2 separate regions of the Dromaius novaehollandiae genome follow, and region 1 is linked to region 2. A link is a contact called in public Hi-C data. All regions are on one chromosome and are shown on one strand. Each heading gives the region's core, a stretch centred on a gene start, on an enhancer-like site or on the middle of the called end of the contact. The rest is flanking DNA. Distances are from core to core; before and after follow the strand shown.

The links. Hi-C and Micro-C count contacts between places; a contact is called where the count stands out from the background.
Region 1: a contact with region 2 is called in a Hi-C map of ovary, with 2.5 times the contacts expected there. The contact joins the enhancer-like site here to the promoter of AP1S3 in region 2. A contact is called at or near these places in 2 of 4 Hi-C or Micro-C datasets (brain and ovary).

Annotation. Positions count from the first base shown.
Region 1 is chr9:21,871,325-21,878,513 of bDroNov1.hap1, forward strand. All of the region lies in intron 2 of LOC112988872 (a long non-coding RNA gene), which reads right to left. Among named protein-coding and RNA genes, the nearest start is that of SCG2, 50 kb to the left of the region's middle. Within about 2 kb of position 2,812, at least 2 of the 2 cell types and tissues checked have open chromatin away from gene starts, as enhancers often do.
Region 2 is chr9:21,763,960-21,770,270 of bDroNov1.hap1, forward strand. AP1S3 (adaptor related protein complex 1 subunit sigma 3) reads left to right here and starts at 2,777. Exons shown (of 5, transcript XM_026109591.2): 1 at 2,777-2,895. The coding sequence starts at 2,806. It overlaps WDFY1 (WD repeat and FYVE domain containing 1), which reads left to right. Exons shown (of 12, transcript XM_026109590.2): 12 at 1-314.

The sequences.
Region 1 (7,189 bases), core at 1,562-4,061, 110 kb after region 2:
TTGCATGTAAGCAAATCAGCTCCTCAGCTATATTTCAAGGAGCAAACAGGGAATGCCAGGGAGGGAAATAAATCAGGCTTGTAGGATCAGAATAATCTCAGGGTGAAGCTCATTTGTCCTTTTAGAGACTTAAGCTGAAAGAATAAAGTCTTTAAAATTGCTGCCGTCTTGCATGCATATACAAAAAGTTGAGGACTATCGTACTTTTTTGCTTCAAGACATTTTTCCTTTCCAAGATTCCCCATGAAATTTAGATCACATTGAAAAACATATTCAGCTAACTTACATCACCAGCACATTAAACAGAGGAAGGGGGAAAAAAACCAAAAGATACTAGAATAAATAACAGTTTTAAACTGCTGATTAATTACCAGAAATGATTCCCTTCGGCATACTAGTTGCACAGTCTCCCTCTGCTATTCAGAAAGATTTGCGACTGTTTTTCTCAATTTCTTAAGCTGTGATTAAATTTTTGGATATGATTTATGGAAAGTCTGTTAGCCTGAAGGTCCTTTGAGTGATGAAACGTGGGATGCGCACTGCATTAGTGCTGTGTCCTGGCTTGCGACGTTTATCACAGTCATGTGCTTCTGAGGAAGGTACCGCATCTTGCTGTGGGCAGCTCTGAAAGACCTGCTGATCTGGGGAAAAAATGTCTCTATTGCCCATTAATTAATGGCTGATTTTGTTGGAAACAGCCCTCTTCTCATGTGATCTTGAGCCAGCTGTTCCACAATGTGTTACTGAGGACAAATAAAGACTGTGACCTTTCGAAGTTAATGAGAGTTTTGTCTTTCCTCTAGAGCTTCGTGCTAATTTTAAAGGAATGCAAATATCTCCACAAAAGCCCACATGGCTTTTCCAAAGACCACTGGTCAGCATTAAACAGACACACTTAAGAAAGGTTGTACTTGTCTGCATAAGCTTAGCTCATGCATATAAATGAGCATGCATATGTGTACATGTACATATACATATATACCCCCACATATATATAGGGAAATTCTAGAGAGAGTAAGCACCTAGTTTACATTTGTATGCTGAATTAAGACCGTGGACAGTTATTGGCCATTCCTGAGCTTTCAGTCATTTCCAGGAGTTTGTACTTTTTTTTTTTTTTTTTTTTTTTTTTTTTTTTTTTTAAAGCTAAGAGCAGAATTTGGTTAAATTTTACTTCACGAATGTACAACTGTCACAAATGAGGCCTCAGTCTGGCTGCCTCAACTTGTCTGGCACTCAAAGCTATCTACTAAAAGCTTCAGGAAACTTCTATATGAAAGCACAAGAAAAGTTAATTCAAATTAAGAAACAATCGGCTGTTTTCTAATAATCTAATTCAGAATATTTATATTAGTCTATTTCAACACGTCCTTCTTGCATTCGTGGGATTTACGCGCTCCCTCTTGTGGCCAAGTTAGCAATTGTGGACTGTTATTTCCAGCCAAACACCTGGCGTAGGGTAACGGGCAACAGCAAAGGGCAGTATTTTGCTCTCTGAAGCAGCAATTGATTTTAGTCTCCACAGCAGCTAAATAAATCCCCAGAACTTGCATGAAACCTGTCGCACCTGGGGGAAGGTGTTTCTCCGCTGCGTCGGGCAGCCGGGGGACAGACCAGACCTGCATCTGGAGCAGATGCTCGATGCCGTCTCCAGCAAGACGCGGCGCGGCTGCGTGTCCTTGTGCCGGAGCCAGCGCCTCTGCCACGGGCCTCCTTCCGACCGGCCCACTAACGCCCCGAGAAAGAAACACCCAATCCCCCACCCTTCTGCGGGACGAGCCGCAGGGAGATCGCGTGTGCTGAGCGAGAAGCACAGACACGTGCAGAAACAGATTGAACGAGTTTCTGAAACCAGAAGTTTCAGAGTTTGGAGGTCGAGTTGCGAACTACACCCTTCAAAGCGAACTGTCATGCTGTGCAGGTGTACCATCGGAGCGCTTCTCACGACCGCGTTTAAACCGACAGGGTAGTATTTACAAACTCACGGCACCGATTTGCAGCTAATTGTTAAAAGCATGACTGAGATTTCCCATCTGTTTTTAATACAAGTAAAATGGAAAGAGGAAAAAATGTCATTTCTTTCACCCTAAATTCATTTTTTCTCAAACCAGATGAATAGTTTCAGGAGATCTTGTTGCCTCATACCAACAAATGCTGGACCGCAGATTTAGTGATTTAACCCTTGAGAGATCTGGATTATGCGTATGGCAATAAACGAGTTACAGCTATCCCAATCCTGTAATTTGCTAATTCTGGAACCGTATTATTGAAATGTTTTGCAGGCACTGTGCCACAAGAACAGAGTCCTGCAGGCTTTAGATTACTGTATCCTTTATTACTATACTGAGAAAGTTTGCTGGAGAGAAGTTCACTTACTAAAAAGAATTAATTAAAATTCATCAATAGCATTATTTTTCTTGCAGATCAATGCCACCTAATAACAAGACTATCAATTTCTGATAAAGTTCTGGACCATATGTTCTAGAAAGAAAAATTTAGTCTGCGCCTAAATATGCAAATTTCAGACCAGTCATATATAATCAGTTACGACAATGGCATAGGCAAAAAAGATGTTTAAAATGCACAAATGGCAAAAAGACTTGCTGATTTTTTGGAGCGACAATTATCTGATTTCAGTGCAGAACTGCTTTTTTTAAGCATGTTGACTGGATGGCGCAAATGCACACTCTAAGGTTTAGACCTCAGGCTTCTTTTTAAAAAACTATATCCCCCCCTGCTTTTCTCAGGGCTCTTAGGGGCCTCTCTCATTGTACGCACCAGACTTCAGATCCGAGCACCAAGACAAAGCCTCGGTCACAAGGCTGAGTGTCAGGTTGCTGCAATAACATCCGCCCGAGGAAGTTAAAAGCTTCGGTTATAAGAAGGAGCAGCAACAAAGCCAGCTCAAAAAGCGCCACGACATGTGAAGCTGCTGCACAAACTGCTGAACAAGCTCAGTGATGTGTTATTTCACATTAAACAGGATTTTGCTTTCGCAGGGTTCTCAAAGGATGATAGAAAACGCACTGGAAGGGCACATGGTGCTCCCGCGCCTGGGAGAAGCCCTCCCTGGGGCCCCAGCGCGGGCAGCGTGGTTCGCCCTTTCTCAACGAGGAAGGTGCCCCGAGGCTGCCGGTGCCTAACCTCCTCTCCCCAGGGCCGCGGGCTCTCCAGAGCCAGGTCGCTCCCGTCTCGGGAACACCCGTTGGTGCAGGTACAAAACACAGGCTTCTCCCTTCGCTCCCCCGCCTTCCCCTTCCCGGGGTTGAGAGGGAAAACTGATTTCAGAGATCGTTCCCACCGTCAGAAACCAAAAACTCCGTAATTCTTTAAGTAGGTTGATCTTGAGTTGAAAACCTCACACAGCAGAGAGGAGCTTAATTTCAAGCGAATTTTGAGGGGAAAATGGATCCACAATGCACCTCAGGAGTGCTCATTTCATCAGCCGTTCATCTGGCTTTGCCCTGGGCTGGGAGCACAGCCGTCCCCACAGGCCTGCGGCAATGCGATCGCCGCGACGGCCAGCGCGGGCAGTGAGTTGTGAACTACAGATGCGCAGCTTGGATAAGACTTTCAAATGTTAAAAGGCTTCAGCTGGGATCCGTTTTCCAAAATTACCAGTATTGTGAGCTCTTTGAAATCTAACCATTTTTGCACATTTTAACACTGGATATTTACATTATTATTATTTTTTTTAACATTCTTTCAGGCAGAAAGAAATTAGACAGATTAATAACATACATTTTAGAGATAGTACCTTGTAGTTAATTTACTTTGGAAGGTAAGTGATATTTGTGTCATCTACTAGCTAACATGATGCTTAGAGTTGCTGCAAATACCTAATTACATTATATGTTATGAAGCAGATATAAAACTAAAACCTGTTTAATAGTTAAGCCTGTTGCTATAACAACCACATTTCAAGGGCACAGATATAGAAAATACACACAACATCTGCATTAACAAAATCTCATTACAATTGAACTTTACCTGGCAAAAGAACGAATTACATTTGAAACTTCTTTGTTCAACAAGGAAGCAAAAAAATAGGGCCTTCTGTTACTGTCAACAGAACCGAATCTTTAAACACCAACAGCCTCTCGAAGGGAGATTTGCTATTTAATTAATCTGCTTGTGGATTCCTCCCTAAATGCTTCCCCTCCAAGGAAAGGGATTCAGCCTCCGGATTCTCACCTCAGTCATGCAGACATTTAGACATCTGGCTGTTCTCACTTAAGTCAGTGGGAATATTGCCTTTGACGCATATTGCACCAGCTTCAGAAACTGTGACTTCTTTTTTGCCCACAAAATTAGGAAATGAGTGTGAGGAGCAGAAACAAAGAAAATGATTCACAGTGTAATGTAGCATAACAGGCCAGGCAAGGAATTGGCAGAAAGGGGTTTTGATAGTCAAACAATCATATTTGACCCAACTCTTTCCATTATTTAGCAGCCCAGGATAGGAGATGGCTAAGGAATAATTAAGAAAACCTGGAAGCAAAACCACTTATAAGTCAAGCTGAGGCCAATGGAGACCAGTGCTTGGTGAAGTTCAAGAGCAGTAGATGGCTTTGTGACATTCCGAGTAAATACAAATGATTTTCACAGACTAGGGAAGTTCAACTCTACTTAAATGCAATACTACACAAGACTGTTAAACACAAAACACAGTAATAGCCAGTGTTTGGGTTGCTAAGATTGTTATTTAAAAATAGAGAGTTAATATAATAGAAACCTTTTACCTCATACTGTAAATTATTTGCATACTCTGAACGGTGACATTAGAAAGGAGCACAGCCCTACCTTATGCAGGGATTACTTCCACAAAATCAGGAGACTTCAGTCCAGATGACATTGTCAACCTTTCTCTGAAAACAGGGAACTTGTAAAACATCCCAGAGCCAGAAAGACTAAAATGATTAGGATCTACTCTAGGAAATAATTATCTTCAGCATAAAAAGTATTCACAAAGAAAGCTTCAAGTATATGACAATATTGCATAGAGGGTCAACAATTGTGTTACTTTTTAAAAAGGGATTGATATGGCTTCCTCCTAGTAAAATCTGTGATTAGCACTGTTAGGCATGAAGCATACTCATGGAAAAATAAAAGGTCGTAGCAGTACGTGTACACTTTCGATTTACAAATTACTTGACATTTCTCTACACTATTTCTTTCATCAGCACATCTCAAACAATATACCTTCAACAATAAATGCCTGTTATTTGACCTGTTCCATTCCCTCCTCCTCCTCAGTTTCTTGGATTTACATATTTCAATGTCCTAGGAAAATAGTTTCAGAAGCAAGATTAAATTCAGCACAAGTTTCACAAAGCTTTCCATAACTGTGACTTTGTCAATAAGAAACAGAAAATACAGGTTTCTCTAAAGCTGTCTTTTATCTTCCTCTTGAAAACAGCAACTGTGGCTTTGAATTAACATTTGTTGTTTTCATTTGACTGCACACCTTTTAAAGAAGCAACAAGAGCATTGGAAGAAGAAGTTAATAACTGTGTTATATTATTCAAGGTTTCTAGTTTCAACACAGATTGCATAGTAGTAAGGCAGTCTGCCAAAGTCAGACCACAGAAAGAGATTTAGCAATAAAAATCACACTTTCTTCTTTTTAAATATAAACACAAGAGCAAAACTGTTTACAACATAAGGCAATAATAGCATTATACCATTGACGATGGAAAAATGCAGGTCACAAGCGTCTTCTAAACCAAAACTTGCCCCATCCCTAAGAAGGGCTTTTTGGCTGGATGAATTTCCAATCGCTCTTTTATCTATTCTTAACCTTAGAGACTTTCAAGCTCTTTGAGAAATCTGCTTGTTGATTACTGGACATACTCGATTCTTCTAATTCAAAGCTCTAATGGGAGGAGCAGAGAGGGTCAAATGCATCATAAAATGTGTTATGACAGCTGTTAAAGACAAACACTGAAATCCTCACCAGTGAACGTCAGAGAGAGTTTTGCCATTGATTTAAGAAGAGTCAGGATTCCACCCACTGAGCTGATGCATGAAACAGGAGACATAACCTGGAAGCAGAAAAAGCTGCTGTGATGCTAACCACCAGAAACAAAATCCCTGAACTGGCAGCTATTTACCCAAAAATCTATGTTAAAAAAGTGAGACTAAGATCAGAGAAGCTAAATCAATGTTACTAATTTACAAATGAGACCCAATTAAACCAATATCTGATTCCTATCCTCTAAAGATCACGAGCGTCTAAACTAAATGTGCAGAGCATGTTATTAAATAGCTCGTGTTTCATTACAGGAAAAGACTGACAAAGGGAGGAAATAACCTCATCACTTCATTGACATTAATTGGCATCACATGTACACCTGTATCTGAGAGAGGGCCATAGTTTTTCACACCTCACTCCTTTCTTCTTAAGAAGACTGGTGTGCGAGAAGAGGTAATCTTTTATTTAAACTAACTGATGTATTTGTAAAAAAACAAGCTGTTGGGCATACTGTCTCTCGCTCAGGTATTTTGTAGCCTCAAGAGCCTGGAAGCCAGCTAAGAGCTACCTCCTCTGCAGAACAGCAGTGATGCCTGCAGTTTCTCTGCAAATCGCTTCTGCTTATACAGGCACTAGAGCACAGCTGCCTTGAAGTCCCTGCTAAACGCTACGGGAGCACTGGCAAGGTCGCAGCTGGAGAGCAAGCTGTGAAGCTTTCTCAGTGCTATCGTGACATGTGCTAGACATATTTTCCATTTGCATTATTCCATTTCCATTAATCCATTTGCTTCCATTTCAGAGAGCTGTATTTTTTTCCCCTCGGTATTCATTTTCCAATTGCCAAACTATCTCCTTTAGCCCCCAGCACAATTTTCAAATTACAGGCAACTGTAAGAACAACGTGCATCAGGCAGCTGCTGTTAAATGTTGTCATCTGTCTCCACTAAAAACCTTTTGGTTATTCTGTATCATAACTGGCAGGAAGACAGATGGTATCCTTTGTATATTTCAGCAAATTTGATCTATTATCAATTATTTATGCCCATTTTTTGTTAGAGATGTGAGAGACAGCCCATTTTTCACAGTTTCCAGATTGAGGTTTCAGTGCTGGATTCAGTTACAGCTAAGTTATGAGATAAATTTGGGACAAATGTTGCCTCCTTCTGACAGCGACTTTCACAAACAGGGCCACCTGCAGCTCCAGCCTAGCGATGC
Region 2 (6,311 bases), core at 1,527-4,026:
GTGTTGTTTAAAACAATTGTTTTGAAGGTGCATACTGTCATGAAACTGAACATACTTCAGCTATGTCAGGTCAAGTGTGCAGTTACTGAGGAAGCTTGATTTGAAGCATTACTAATCTCGCTTGTATAACCTCTTTAATTGGGGCAGGGAAGGGGAGCAAAGGGTACTGATGTGTGCAAATTCTTACTAGTTGTATTTCTGTACCCTGCATAGTTAAGAGATGCTAGATAAATCTGTCCCTTGCTCCCTCTTGTCTGAGGTTTTGGTTTTTTTAATTTTGATTACATGTACAATAAAATATTTCTTGATATCCACTTAGTCTATTTGGATGACCCATCTTTTCTTTGTTACTGAACAACCTCCATTCTATGCTCTGGCTCCTTATTTAGACAGTCCATGTCCAAATTCTAGGTTGCAGAGAGGGCTTGTCAGACCTGCTGCCTGGAGCTGAATGAGCCACAGCACTAGGGTTAAAGGCGCACGATGAACCAGTGAGTTGAGACAAACAACTGCTGTGTGGTCCTGATCTTACTTACTGAGCTGTAAATACCTGCAGATGGGGACATGCAGCTGTGTTCCCTTTCCTTTCTGTCCTGCTTGCCAGCTCATTTAGACCCCTTCTGGTTGTCTGGTTACTCTTCTGAGTGCTGTGAAGGTTCTCACAATATAGAGTATCAGAAGATAAACTTGCTACCCTGAGATTGCATGGACCATTCTGACGTATTAGAGAAATACCTAATGGCATTGGATGAGAGGGGCAGAATCGACTGTATGATGTACACAGAGGACGCAAACTGCAGCTGCAGGAGGTGGTTACGCTTATCTCGTAGCGCACTTTCACATAGTGGAAAGGATGAGGATGAGCAGGGAAGTATCCATATCCCTCACAATTGCTCACAGCATTCACACTCAAAGACAGTATAATACTGTAATGGATTTTTATCAAAATGCCCCGTTCTCTAGTTCCAACAAAAAATTGACTCTGAAATCAAGCTCTCACTGATTTATAGCCAGAAAAGCTTGTTTAGAGGTCTGTGTAGACCATCTTGTGGCATATTTTAAATCTAATCTACACTTCCTATCTGAGAATGCATAGCTGACCAATGTCAGGGTCCTTCCTTATGTTGCAAAACTTCATCTAAGTTTCAGATAAGCTGTGTGGCAGGCTTTAACAATGAATCTTTTAGTGTGGTATTGAACTTAGTCAATGGACTGATTAGGAATAAGTTGGATTCAAAAAAGGGGCTATTTTTTTTTTTTATGTGGCTCAAACTTTATATTACATATTTCAAAGGTAAAACTCTCCAAGGCTTTTTTATGAGTAGACTCAGAAGTCTCAGTTGTACATGACTTGGCTATCAGTGAAATGTTACGAACGAAAATCTGTAGAAAAAGATGAATTTCTGCTTGCTTAGCATGGCTTTTTTTTTTTTTTTTTTTTAATCATTAACTAAACATATTTCACTAAGGTAAAATTTAACCTTTAGAAGCTTTATCTGCTTCACTCTGTTTGTCTCATGAGTATAAAGGGAATGGCAGTTGCATGGATGTATCCAGAGCAGCAAGCCGCCTTATCAAATCCTAAGTAACTGTGGCCAGATGACTCACAAATGTGTTTGTTCCTTTGGAGGAAGTAAGGGCATGGTCTGTAGGTAGCACTGTATAATCTACTAAATATAAATATGCAAAAGAAACTAATAGTTGGAAGAGATTCAAATGTAGTATTGCTTTGATCACCTGTGCAATGAAAGAAAGTAGTTTTAAAATATCAGTAATCTACAGTTTTTCATTTTTCATAAAATTAAATGTAAAAATATTCTATAAACTAATAAACCAAAATATATGAGATCATTAGAAACTTTGCTTTTTGCTTGCATATCATGAGCCTTCCACCAGCCACCTCAACATACATTGGTGGGCAATTAGTTTGGCAGCTCTAAGCTACCTGTATTTGTGTACCCTAGATCTCTTGCCAGTTTTGCTATGTGATCTGCCCTTGCGCAGAGAATTTGAGCCAGATTCATTGATTTAGACTCTATCTAATTACCGTAAGGTAGGTGGGATTGGCTTATATATGGAATACTGGGTCCATTCTTTCCTGATTGCTCTATCATACAGTTAGCAAGGGTTGCCTTACATGTAGCTGTTTTATAACTGAATTACTAAGTGCTCTTAATTTTTGTTTCAAAGGCCCTGGTATGATGTGAATCATGCTTTCTGTGAGAGCTAGAGGCTTAGGTATTCCTTAGCATTTATCCATCCCAAACCAAGATAAACTCATGTAGAAATGCAGGTTGACTGTAGGATTTCCCTTCTATGTTTTTATGTTTGGATTTTCCATTCTTCCTCTGAAATATACTAACACCTTCTTCAGTAAACACTGATTTGCAGTAACAAATGCTAAGGAGGTACACCCTCTTCTTGCCTTTACCTTGTTTGTAGGGAAAGACGCAGAATAGAGTTAAACTTGCTCCTAACTTTATTATTTTTATCTTTCAAATAAAAAAGATTCCATGGCCCATGTGCATCTATATTGATTTTCCTTTCCACTGCTTGTTTTCCTTAGATTTTCAGTTTAAAATGCATGCATCTCTCAAAGCTCTTAAGAGCGTTCATGACCTGAAGTTCACCCTCCATGTTGCTGATCAGGAGTGGGCACTGCTTGCCAATGTTCCTTGCTGCTGCTAAGCTATAGCCATTTTTCTCTTCTAGGCGCTGTCCTTTGTCGTACCTCTGTTCTCATTATATTTCTTCTTCTTTCTTTCTTAGTTTGTGGCTCCTTCTCCAAGTTTCCTCTGCAGCAGCATGTCTGTGTTGGAGTTTGACTCTTTGAGATGGGTGATAGGAGCTCTTGAAGCACACCTCAACTGCTGCCTGAGCTTACTGATGTGTCAGGTGAGCGGGTCTTGCATGGCTGAGCTAAGGATGCCCGAGGCAGCAGACAGGGAAGGTGAGTGTGTCTGTGGAAACACCCTGCTGTCTCACCCTCAGGTACAAGACTCCATCCCATTAAGCACCCATAGCAATGTGGCCATACTTGCTCTTCTGCTCGCTTTAGCCCTTGCAGGTTGGAAAAGAATATAGTATCAAGCTGCTATTCTCCATCTCTGACTTTGTGCTGTGTCCCAACTACGGGGTGGCCACCAGTCTTTTTAATCTTCTTGTTTTCTGTGAGGGTAAAGAAAGGTTGTGAATGTCTAAATGTTATCTGTGGAACATTCCATTTAAAACTTGATCTCTTAGGCATAATTTAAAAGAGGCAAGTAAGGTTGTTTATTATGTTCAGTCCAACCCTTTTTGGGAGGAGAAATGCAAAGCGTGTAAGTATGTTTTATAGGAAACAAGGGATGTTTTAGTCCTTTTATTTCAAAATGGTAGTTTTCTTGTTTTAGTGTGTGAATATATCAACTGCATGTTCTACTGTTTGAAAGCATGGTCTGAGTATGGTTAGGTTTAATAACCAGGATGAAAGAGAGAAGAGTGAAACTGAGGGAAGGTGGAGAGCACAGTGAAAGGAATGGTGGTGTGGTTAAAGCATGCAGAAGCACTGGGGGGCTTGATTTGAGGGGCTATAAGGAAGGGGACCTGATCCAATAGCTGTTAATCCAAATGAACACAAGAGGGCTACAATAACACATTTTTTTCTTGATAGAAGTAGAATTCTGGATGGAGCTTTATTAATGTTTACTTACCTTTTGGCCTGATCGTAGTTTTCTACAGCTAGGAAATGGAATAAAATGCTACTTGACACCCTTTAAGTGATTGTGTACCCCTGTCAATTCAGTACAGGCTGTAATGGTTTGAGAATGCAATTTTTACGCTTCTTTAGTGCTTTAAACTGCTGAAATGTGGTGCTGCTTACTGAATACGCTATTGCTGCTGATAAGTACAAAAATCTGTGACACTGAAATACAATTCTATATGTTCCTTAGGGATATGAATGTTCTGTCTTGCACTTAAGTTCTGGAGGATTCAGATCTTGTGAGGAAATGACAAAAAGGAGCAAATGAAATGCAGGGAAAAATTGTCTGGAAAAGTACAAACCCCTGCCTAGTAATCAAGAGCAAGTGTTAGATTGCCTTTATTGATCCAAAGAGCAATTAAAAGCTACCTCCTGCAGTTGAATATAGATTGGGCTTTTACATTTTTTCTTTCCCCTATGGACTTAGTATTGAGTGGAAAAAAACCTGTGCAGCAGGTCTCCTGTAAAATCACCAAGTGCTCATGAACCTGAACTCCTTGGTTCACAAAGGTCTGCTCATCTGAAATAGTCTGTGGCTCTGTGTGCATGACAAAAGCTCAGTGTAGGTGCTGAAAAATGAGACCAAGGAGAGTGTTGGCTAGAATCGGTGTAAATGGTGAGTGCTCTGCTTCACTGTTTTGGTACTCGGTGTGAGTAAGGAGACTTCTTTCTGTAATAGGAGGGCATTTTTTCAGAAGGAAATGTTGCAGCTTTTCAGAAGGAAGCAGGAATGCTATATTTTGTTCTCTTCCTGTTGTTCTTTAGACAATGGTTTCTGTCTCTTGATGTGACCTGTTGGGTTTCATTTGTTTCCCTGAAAACGTACGTGGAATATAATTTTGCAATTAATTGTAGATCATTAGTGAACATGTAGCTTTACTTACATGGTCCGCAGTTAGCTTCTGCAGCCCTTAAAATGTGAAGACGTTAGGAGGGCCTTATGTAAAACTTGTGGCAAGTTTAGGACTTCATCAGTCCATGGCATATGACCTTTTAACAATGACATCTGTTCAAATAAATAATGTCCAGATTCACCAAAACTAATTCCTAGAAGCTAGGAAAGCTCTTACCAGCATCTCTATGCACATGAAACTCACTGAAGCCGCTGCAACTCTCAATGTGAGCATTTCTTATTTCTGAATGTGATAGCTGCTAGAAGAGTGGAATGCAGACTAAGAGGATGCAATATCCAGTGGGGAAAAAAGCTGCCTTCCTTAAAAGCCTTTTCAAAGGACCCTTAAGGAAGGGATATGAGTGTTTTCTACCAGGCAGAGATAAAATCCAAAAGAGAAGGGCCTCAGTCTTTTTGCAGCCTGTTTTGAGTTAGCGGAAAAACTTTGTGTTACTTTACAAACTTTGTGTTCAGATTAATTAATGTGGCCTAAGGGAAAGACCTGAAGGAGTCCACGGCATGGAATTTTCCTGGCTTGCTGTGATCTCCCATCAGTTTACCTGGCACAGCCATTCTCCTGCATCCCCCATTCCCCTTGTTGTACAATGCTGATAACCATCGGTTGGTTTCTACTAGGAAAGTTTGAGCTATCATCTTTATCACAAAACTATGCAGGTACACTGTGCAAGTGGTGGGGGGAGCAGGAGAATTACAACTATCTACGGCTTCTAGTTAGTCACTCATTAAGTACAGTCTGGCTTTCTGTGCTGAAAAACATCTAACTTGGGCATGGTCTTATATTTGCAGTCTTTCCTCTGTAGGGCAGCAAATTTCTTAACTCTGCTAACTTTCAAGATTGGCTATAATGTGTTAATGTTTGCTACTGTTGTTAATGTGCATTACATGCATGATGCGTTTGCTGCTGCTTCTTTCTTTCTGATGTACTTGCAAAAAACACAAAAGCAGGTAGCTAGTTCTCTTGAGTTCATGGGCCAAATTAAATTAGATCTTTGCATAGAAAAATAAGATTATTGCAGTAAGATTGTTAAGCAGAAAATATTATTGTCCATCACTGGAGTAAACGGGAGCACACAGCTAGGTGGGATGTAGGCTGCTGAAAAGAGTTGTTTTCCTGTAACTTTTTTTTTTTTTTGTCGGGAATGCTCAGCCCTTAATTTCTAATTCATTTTTGAGATGAAAAGATTGATACCCTGCATCTCCAATACAGCTACGCTGGGGTGTCTGCATGCTTGCAGCGCAGGCCTATCCAGTTCCAAGTAGGCATACCTAGCGTACCAGCTGCCTTTCAGAGATCTGGCTTTCCAAATTCTGCTGGTGATCACAGTGGACATTCATTGCTTCCCAACACTGAGGAACATCTGGGTTTTAACTGCAGAGCCAGCTCTCTGCTGTTCTGCACAGGCCACAGCAGGTAGGGCCAGGGACTGCGTGGGACAGGAGCGTGATTCTGCTGTTCTGGGGAAAGCAGATGTTTACGCCTTGGGGGAGGCAGTGTTCCTGCCTTTAAGCATGATTAGCACGGCAGCTTTCGTGGCGTGTTTACTCACCTGAGCTACCTTTCAGAGAACCTAGCAAAAGGTTTCGTTCTACTTTATCAGATGCTGTTTGCAATAAGTATATATTTGGCAAGCTCACTGAGGGCAAGATAGAGCCCCA